Linked DNA regions of Sus scrofa: region 1 is linked to region 2. The links are chromatin contacts, called in public Hi-C maps. All regions are on one chromosome and are shown on one strand. Each heading gives the region's core, a stretch centred on a gene start, on an enhancer-like site or on the middle of the called end of the contact. The rest is flanking DNA. Distances are from core to core; before and after follow the strand shown. Region 1 holds the start of PSMF1 (proteasome inhibitor subunit 1). Region 2 holds the start of TMEM74B (transmembrane protein 74B).

Region 1 (3,311 bases), core at 289-2,788, 65 kb before region 2:
ACAGACCATAAGATGGTTCCTACAGACCATGGGAAGGACTTACTTTTCTCTGCAGTGTGATGGGAGCTCTGGGAGGGTTTTGAGCAGAGGAGGGATGTGAGCTGGCATACGTTCTAACAGAATCTCTTGTTGCAGAGTGTAGAATAGACTTTAGGGAGACAGAGATAGAGTAGGGCAGTTGAGAGGCTGGTGTCAACATCCCAGTGAGAGATGATGGTGGTTTGCAGCAGGGAGCTGACTGAGATGGGAAAACAAAATTTGTTTGAGTAAAAGCAATAAGAGGATTTCAAGAAACTTGTTGAAGAACTAATACATAATAAAAATTACGAAGGAGGGAATTCCCGTTGTGGCTCAGAAGAAATGAACCCAACTACTATCCAAGAGGATGCAGGTTCCACCCCTGGCCTCCATCAGTGGGTTAAGGATCCCACATTGCTGTGAGCTGTGGCAGAAAAAAAAAAAATTATGAAGGAGACAGGAAAATGAATGACTGAAATTTGGTAGTAGATCAGGAGCACCAGCTCTGGAGTTAGCAGCTGTGTTTTTGGGGGGAAGTGGCTTCCATTCTTTGAACTGGTGATAAATATGAAAAGTGGGAATAATAATGAAACTTAACACATAGAGTTTTTGATAAGGTGATATAAAGGTGTTTGTTTTTTTGTTTTTTTTGTTTTTTGTTGTTTTTGGTTGGTTGGGTTTTGTTTTGTTTGTTTGTTTGTTTTGTCTTTTTGCCTTTTCTAGGGCTGCTCCTGCGGCATATGGAGGTCCCCAGGCTAGGGGTCTAATCGGAGCTGTAGCCACTGGCCTACGCCACAGCCACAGCAACGCGGGATCCGAGCCGCGTCTGCAACCTACACCACAGCTCACGGCAACGCCGGATCCTTAACCCACTGAGCAAGACCAGGGATCAAACCCGAACCTCATGGTTCCTAGTCAGATTCGTTAACCACTGCGCCACGACGGGAACTCCCGATATAGAGGTTTTGACACAGGATCTAGCAGCAATAAACATTTAATCAATGTTATCCAAGGAGCTAGACTAGATTGCAGTATCACCTCTGCCACTCACTCATCTTGGTCAAATTTACCCCTTTGTTCCTGTTTACCCATCTGTAAAATGGAGTTAACAAAAACTTTATGGGGTTGGATTGTGAGTTTTAAATAAATGAATACAAGTATTTAGAATTACGTGGTCCGGAACAAGCACTGCATAAGTGCTAACGATTATTATCAGTATATTTTAGGCCTATTTCATAATCTCTTCCGCCACCAGCATAAACCCACCTCATTCTGCAGATGAGAAGTCTGTGGCTCTGAACAAAGTAGCCCCTCCTCAAGGACGCCACAGCCTGCGTGTAGTGGCTCCGCCAACTACGGCCAGTTGAAGATTTCGTCTTTGAAGGACCTCACCCCCAGGATATCCGCCTCGCCCGCCCGCTGCCTGGCGGAACATTTGAGAGTCGCGCTCTTGCTTCCAGTCGGGCTCACTCTCGCAGCACCGCCGGCCCCGGCAGGCACTTCCGGCGGCCACGCCCCCAGCACTGGGGCGTCTCCATTTTGGCCGCGCAGGTTAGGGACGTGACTCAGACCAGCGGATCGGCGAAGCGGTGTTCTCGGTACTCTGAGGGCCGAGCCGGCTCACCGCACTCTCTCCCTTCCTTATTCTGCCTGCAGAGGCCGGGGGCGCGCATGGCGGGCTTGGAGGTCCTGTTCGCGTCTGCGGCGCCGACCATCACCTGCGCGCAGGACGCCCTCGTCTGCTTCCTACACTGGGAGGTGGTTACGCACGGCTACTACGGCTTGGGCGCCGGCGACCAGGTACGCCAACCGAGCCAGCCCAGGGCCAGGGTGGAGGGGGTAAGGTGTCTCCTGCCTGAACCCAGAGGACCGTCGGCTTGGTCCTTAGTGCCTGGCCTTCCCTCCTCCCCAAGTCCAGGCACTGAGGCTTATGACACCATTGCTCCCTATGGCCTGCAGGTCAGGGAGGTGCTAGCTGAACTGTCCCAGCCCAGCTGGCACAACATGATTTGAAAAGCCAAGGACAGAGTCTCGCTCCCGTACAGCCCGGCAGTCTCCCAGGCCGGGATTGTGTGGATCTGGCACCGAGGCAGGTGTGCAGCCCCCCTGAGCCCTCTTCACCTATCTGAACTCCGCGAAGCTTCTTCCCATACAGCTGGGTGGGTGGGGCTGTTGTCAGCACTATCCTCCTACTGTACTTAGCGCCCAGCAGGTATCTGGATCCATGCAGGGGTATAGGGGTGAGCTTGGACCCATTCAGCTCCAGTCAAGGGCCCTGAGAGCTCAGACACCCTCTCCCTTTCCTGAAGGGCCCAGTGCAGCCCACTCTCTGGTTGTCATCTTTAGCTCAGGCTTTGGGGCAAGAACAGCCTGCCACACACATGCAGAGGTGCACCCTGTGTGTGAGGGCCTGTAGGTTTGCATCCCCAAAGATGTCCTACAGGACCAGCCCCTCCTGTTCTCTTGTCCTCAGGTTCTGCCTCTTCCTGCTGGGGGCCTTGTTGTCATCCCCACAGAGCCCTAGGACTGCTGGGCCCAGGCAGCCTCACTAATTCTTTGCTGTAGCATTCTCCCATCTGCCCCTGCCCCTTCCCTCTGACTCTCCCCCTCCACATCCTTGTACACTTCCTCTGAGAACTGGGCGGGAAGCCCTTACTGTCCCTTCGCTCCATCTGAGAAAATAGCCTCCCGTACACACACTCAGCCAAGCCACCACTGCCTTTTCACTGTCAGAACCTAGACCAGCTCTGGGGAGCAGGGTGCTTCACTCCTTCCATCTCACAGTGAGATCTTAATCTTACTTTCATTTCTAACTGCTTTAGTTCTCAAGCTCCCTAATCCTTTTTAGTTTCTCACGCATACATCCAGAGACTTAGTTTTTCTTCTTCTGATACAGAGCTTTAGGGATCCCTCGTCAAACACAGTTTATACATCCAGGTTCTGTACCCCATCCTCACTGTCCATTCCTTTTCCCTTAGAACTGTTGACCAAGACCATCACACCCTGATCAACAGGAATAAGAAACACAAGTATTGTCATGGATCTCTGGCTCCCCCCCTCCCCCAGACTTGGCTTTTCTGATCGCCCTGCACTTTGTCTCACTTGCCTTGCCTTTCAACATTTCACAATTTGGGACCAGGTAGAGGCGGCCCACACTAAACAGTCAAATTTCCCCTTTCAGTGCATAGTCTCCCCACTTGGCTCCATTCCAGCTTTCCAGTCTTTAACAGCCCTTTCACTTGCCCCAGGCATTTCATATCACCTTTTCTGGGGTGTTCTCCTAGATAGCTGGT
Region 2 (3,475 bases), core at 484-2,983:
GAATTACTATCTCCATTTTACAAAACGTGCCCAAGATCCCATGGCATGGATGTAGGGGCCAGGAGCTGAATGCAGGTTCCCCAAGAATTATCACCTAAGAGCCTGCAAACCCACACACTCTTGCACCAGTGGCATCACTCCGCCCTGCCTCCCTGGCTCTTCCAGGCCTCACCTGTAGATTCTCTACTGTCTGCCACTGTTTACAGCAACCATGAGCAGCTTGAGGGCACGTTTATGTCTGGGTCCTCAGCCCCCTGCTCAGGGCTTGGTACAGCCAGCCCTCGGGAATGATTCGAAGGCCCAGGCAGACATCCTTCTCACTTGCAGGATGGGCCAGGCTCTGCCCATGCTGCTCCCACTTTCCAGTAAACCAAGAGGAGAGGTATGTTCATTGGCTTTTCAAACTCTTGGCAACAAAAGCATGTTCCTGAGTGCCCAGCCACTAACAGGGACTGGCAGTCACGTCTCTGGCTCAGTTGGTGTCCAGATGTGGTCCCCCACCCAGGTCTTTAGCATCCTCCACCGAACTCAGCCCCCAGAGTGGCTTAGGAACTCCCTTCTCAGACCAGCACACTGATGCTTCCATATCCCAGAAGAAACCCAGAGCACCCAAATTCTGGGAGTAGGGCTCTCTCTAACCCGGCAGGAACCCAAAACTTTTTCCTTAGGATACCAGTGGGGATAGGGTGAGGGTAGAGAAAAGGAAGGTTCCCTCTCACCCAGAGTTGCAATGTGTCACACACAGGTTCAGAAACACCCACCACTTACACAAGGGTCCATTATCCTGTCAATTACCCCAAACTTAAGCAGAAACAGACAAGCTGACAATGACTCTAGTGTCCAGGCTCACTCCGCACAACTGTATCAGTTAGACTCCAATGTCATCTGCAGTCCAACAGGACCTGAAAGGCACACCCGGGTTCCACACTCATACCCCCAAGAGGCTTTTTCCACATTCAGCATGCACAGACTTGGGAAGCTACGCAGTGACCCACAGATCCACAGACCACACTAGCACCCGGACCCCAGGAAGGGACAAGGCACACACACGCGCGCGCACACACACACACACACACAGAGTAAACTACCCACAGGACTGCCAAGATCTAAGCCATACCCACCAAGATCCACTCTGGCCCAGCACCCCACCCACTGGTGCGCACTAACAAGCGGGAAGACAGACGCACAGCGGGCGTGGGTGAAGCTTCACAAAACCCAATCGATAGACTCACGCACGAGTTGTACACAAAGCCTCGGGCGCGCATATACGTCCACGCTGTTATACCCAAAGTTCTGCGCAGAAAGCCCCAGCATCCAGGCTGCCCGCCACACCCGCGCGCCCGCCAGCCAGCAGCTCACGCCCCCTGCTCCTGCCCTTGACCACAAACATCGCCGGGCCGGGCCGGGCCGAACCGGGCCAGGCGGCGCCGGTAGCAAGCCGGTCAGGCGGCCCAGGGAGGCCGGGCTCCGCGAGGACCGGCGTGCGCCCGGGTTCCCCAGCCGCGTGTCCTTCGGCCGGGCCGCGAGGTCAGGCTAGCTCTCCTTGGCCGCCCCTCCCCGACTCCGGCCCTCGGCCTCCCGCCGCCCCCCGCAGTCCCCTTCTGGCGTGCGTACCTGTGCTGGGCCTCCCTCCCCGCCTCCCCACGCGGGAGGCGAGGACGCTGGGCAGCCGCCGGGCGACGGCGAGGGCGCGTCCTCTCCGGGCGCCCACCCGCCTTCCCGCAGCCGGCGCCCGCCCGCCGGTGTCTGTGCTGCGGCGCAGTCCGGGAGGGAGCGGGCCCAGCCGCCGCCGCCGCCGCCGCCACCTCGTCCTCCTCGGCTCCCGCCCCCTTCCCGGCCGGGCCCGGCCCAGAGCCGCTGCCGAGGCGCACGTACCTGCTCGCGCCGCGCGTGGCTGTACCGCGGCGGCCTCGGCCGCTGGGGGCTCCGAGGAGGGAGGGACTGCGAAGGGGCGGGAGCCGGGGATCGCCGAGCGCAGCGGCTCCAGCTCCGCCCGCAGCCGGCGAGGGCGCCCGTAGAGTTAGCGCGGGGAGGCACTGGGAGGCGGGTAACCGACTGGAGTGAGGGGGGGAGGACACGGCTCCATCTTCCTCCCCCTCCTCTCCGGGCAGATCGGTTTTACCGACACCAGGATTTAGGGAACTGATGCCTAGAGCCCGCGGCGCCTGGGCGCAGGGGCGGGGCGCAGGGTGGGTGCTGAAGGAGACCCCTCCCCCGGCCGCCAGCCCTACCCCTCCGCTGGGGAAACCCTAGAGCGCGGAGCCCCCAAGCTTCCTCCTCCCCTCACCTCCCCTCACCCTCCTCGCAAGCACACCGCCCGCGGGTTGGACCCAGGGTCCCCTCCGTGGTCGGGATAGTCTTCTCCGGAGCGTGCGGCTCCGTGGCTCAAGGGCGCCACCTGAAGGCCAAAAGGAAGCCTCTGACACATTCCGCCGCCCCCGCCGTCCCCCACAAGCCCACACCGCCTTTTTCTTGCTCTTTCTCTGTGTGATGGTGCGGTGCCCAGCGCAAGTCGGGTGTGATCTTGGAGCACTGCCAACGGCCACACACCCTCACCCTCCAAAGCCCAGCTGCAACGTCCCCTCCCCTGGCAAACCAACTGGCTGCCCCCTACACTTCCTCGCCCAGGAGCCCCTCCAGCTGCATTCTCTTTGCCTGTGCATTTGTCCTTATCTGAGAGTTGCGATTTGGGGTAAGTACCTGCCTCCTTCATCGAACTGGCAACTCCTAGAGGACAGGGCCCCTGTCTGATCCCCCCAGAGCCCAGCGGTGGGTGTGGGTGACCGGGTGGACAGATTTCACTCTTTCGTCCCTTAATGGGGCTTAGATTAAGGTGAGTCAAGTGAGGTGCCTAAGAGGCAAACGTTAAGGAGACACTCCTTCCTTGGGGGCCCAGGTGGAGCCCACAGAGGAGTGTGGTCTGAAGATCCCGGGGTTTTCAGAAGTCTTTGTGGGTGGCTTACCCTTGTGGCATCAGGTAAGTTTTCTCACTCTATGGGCCTCAGTGTTCGCCTGGGAAGATGGGACCATGAAAACGCAGGTTCCAGGGCCTTTGGGAGGGTCAGCGGAGGTCAGCCATCTGGGAAGGACAGGCCGATGAAGATGCCCTGTCCTGGCTCTTTAGCTGCTTCATGAGAGGGCATAGCCTGTCCTGTTCCAAAGGCCAGACAGACAGACAGCAGGACAGTGGAGGCTACCCTGGAAGCCAGGTGCCCAGGCTTTGAGGCCCCTGTGCTGGAGACCTGGGCAGGACCTCCAGGGATGGGAATGCTTCAGTCTCTTCCTGCCTTCCAGAGGCCTGGCCTCTCGTTTGGGACTTCAAGAGGAAGCTCGCTGTGGGCCAGACTCCCATGCAAATCCACTGTTCATAGGTGTGCAGCCTTGTGCAAAAGGGTCCCCTCTCAGAGCTCAGTCTCCTCATCTGTGAAATGGACTTAGTAAGGGTTACGGGGATTAGATGAGATACTCCCTGTGA

Evidence for each region. A called contact is a pair of places that touch in the nucleus more often than the background predicts.
Region 1: a Hi-C map of liver shows a contact between it and region 2, with 4 times the contacts expected there. The contact joins the promoter of PSMF1 here to the promoter of TMEM74B in region 2. A contact is called at or near these places in 1 of 5 promoter capture datasets (liver) and 4 of 47 Hi-C or Micro-C datasets (fetal heart ventricle, heart right ventricle, liver and 1 more).

What each region holds. Positions count from the first base shown.
Region 1 is chr17:34,162,950-34,166,260 of Sscrofa11.1, reverse strand. PSMF1 (proteasome inhibitor subunit 1) reads left to right here and starts at 1,538. Exons shown (of 7, transcript NM_001243340.1): 1 at 1,538-1,818. The coding sequence starts at 1,690. It overlaps LOC102164496 (a long non-coding RNA gene), which reads right to left and starts at 1,460. Exons shown (of 3, transcript XR_001302079.2): 1 at 1,285-1,460.
Region 2 is chr17:34,097,769-34,101,243 of Sscrofa11.1, reverse strand. TMEM74B (transmembrane protein 74B) reads right to left here and starts at 1,733. Exons shown (of 3, transcript XM_013985206.2): 1 at 1,615-1,733.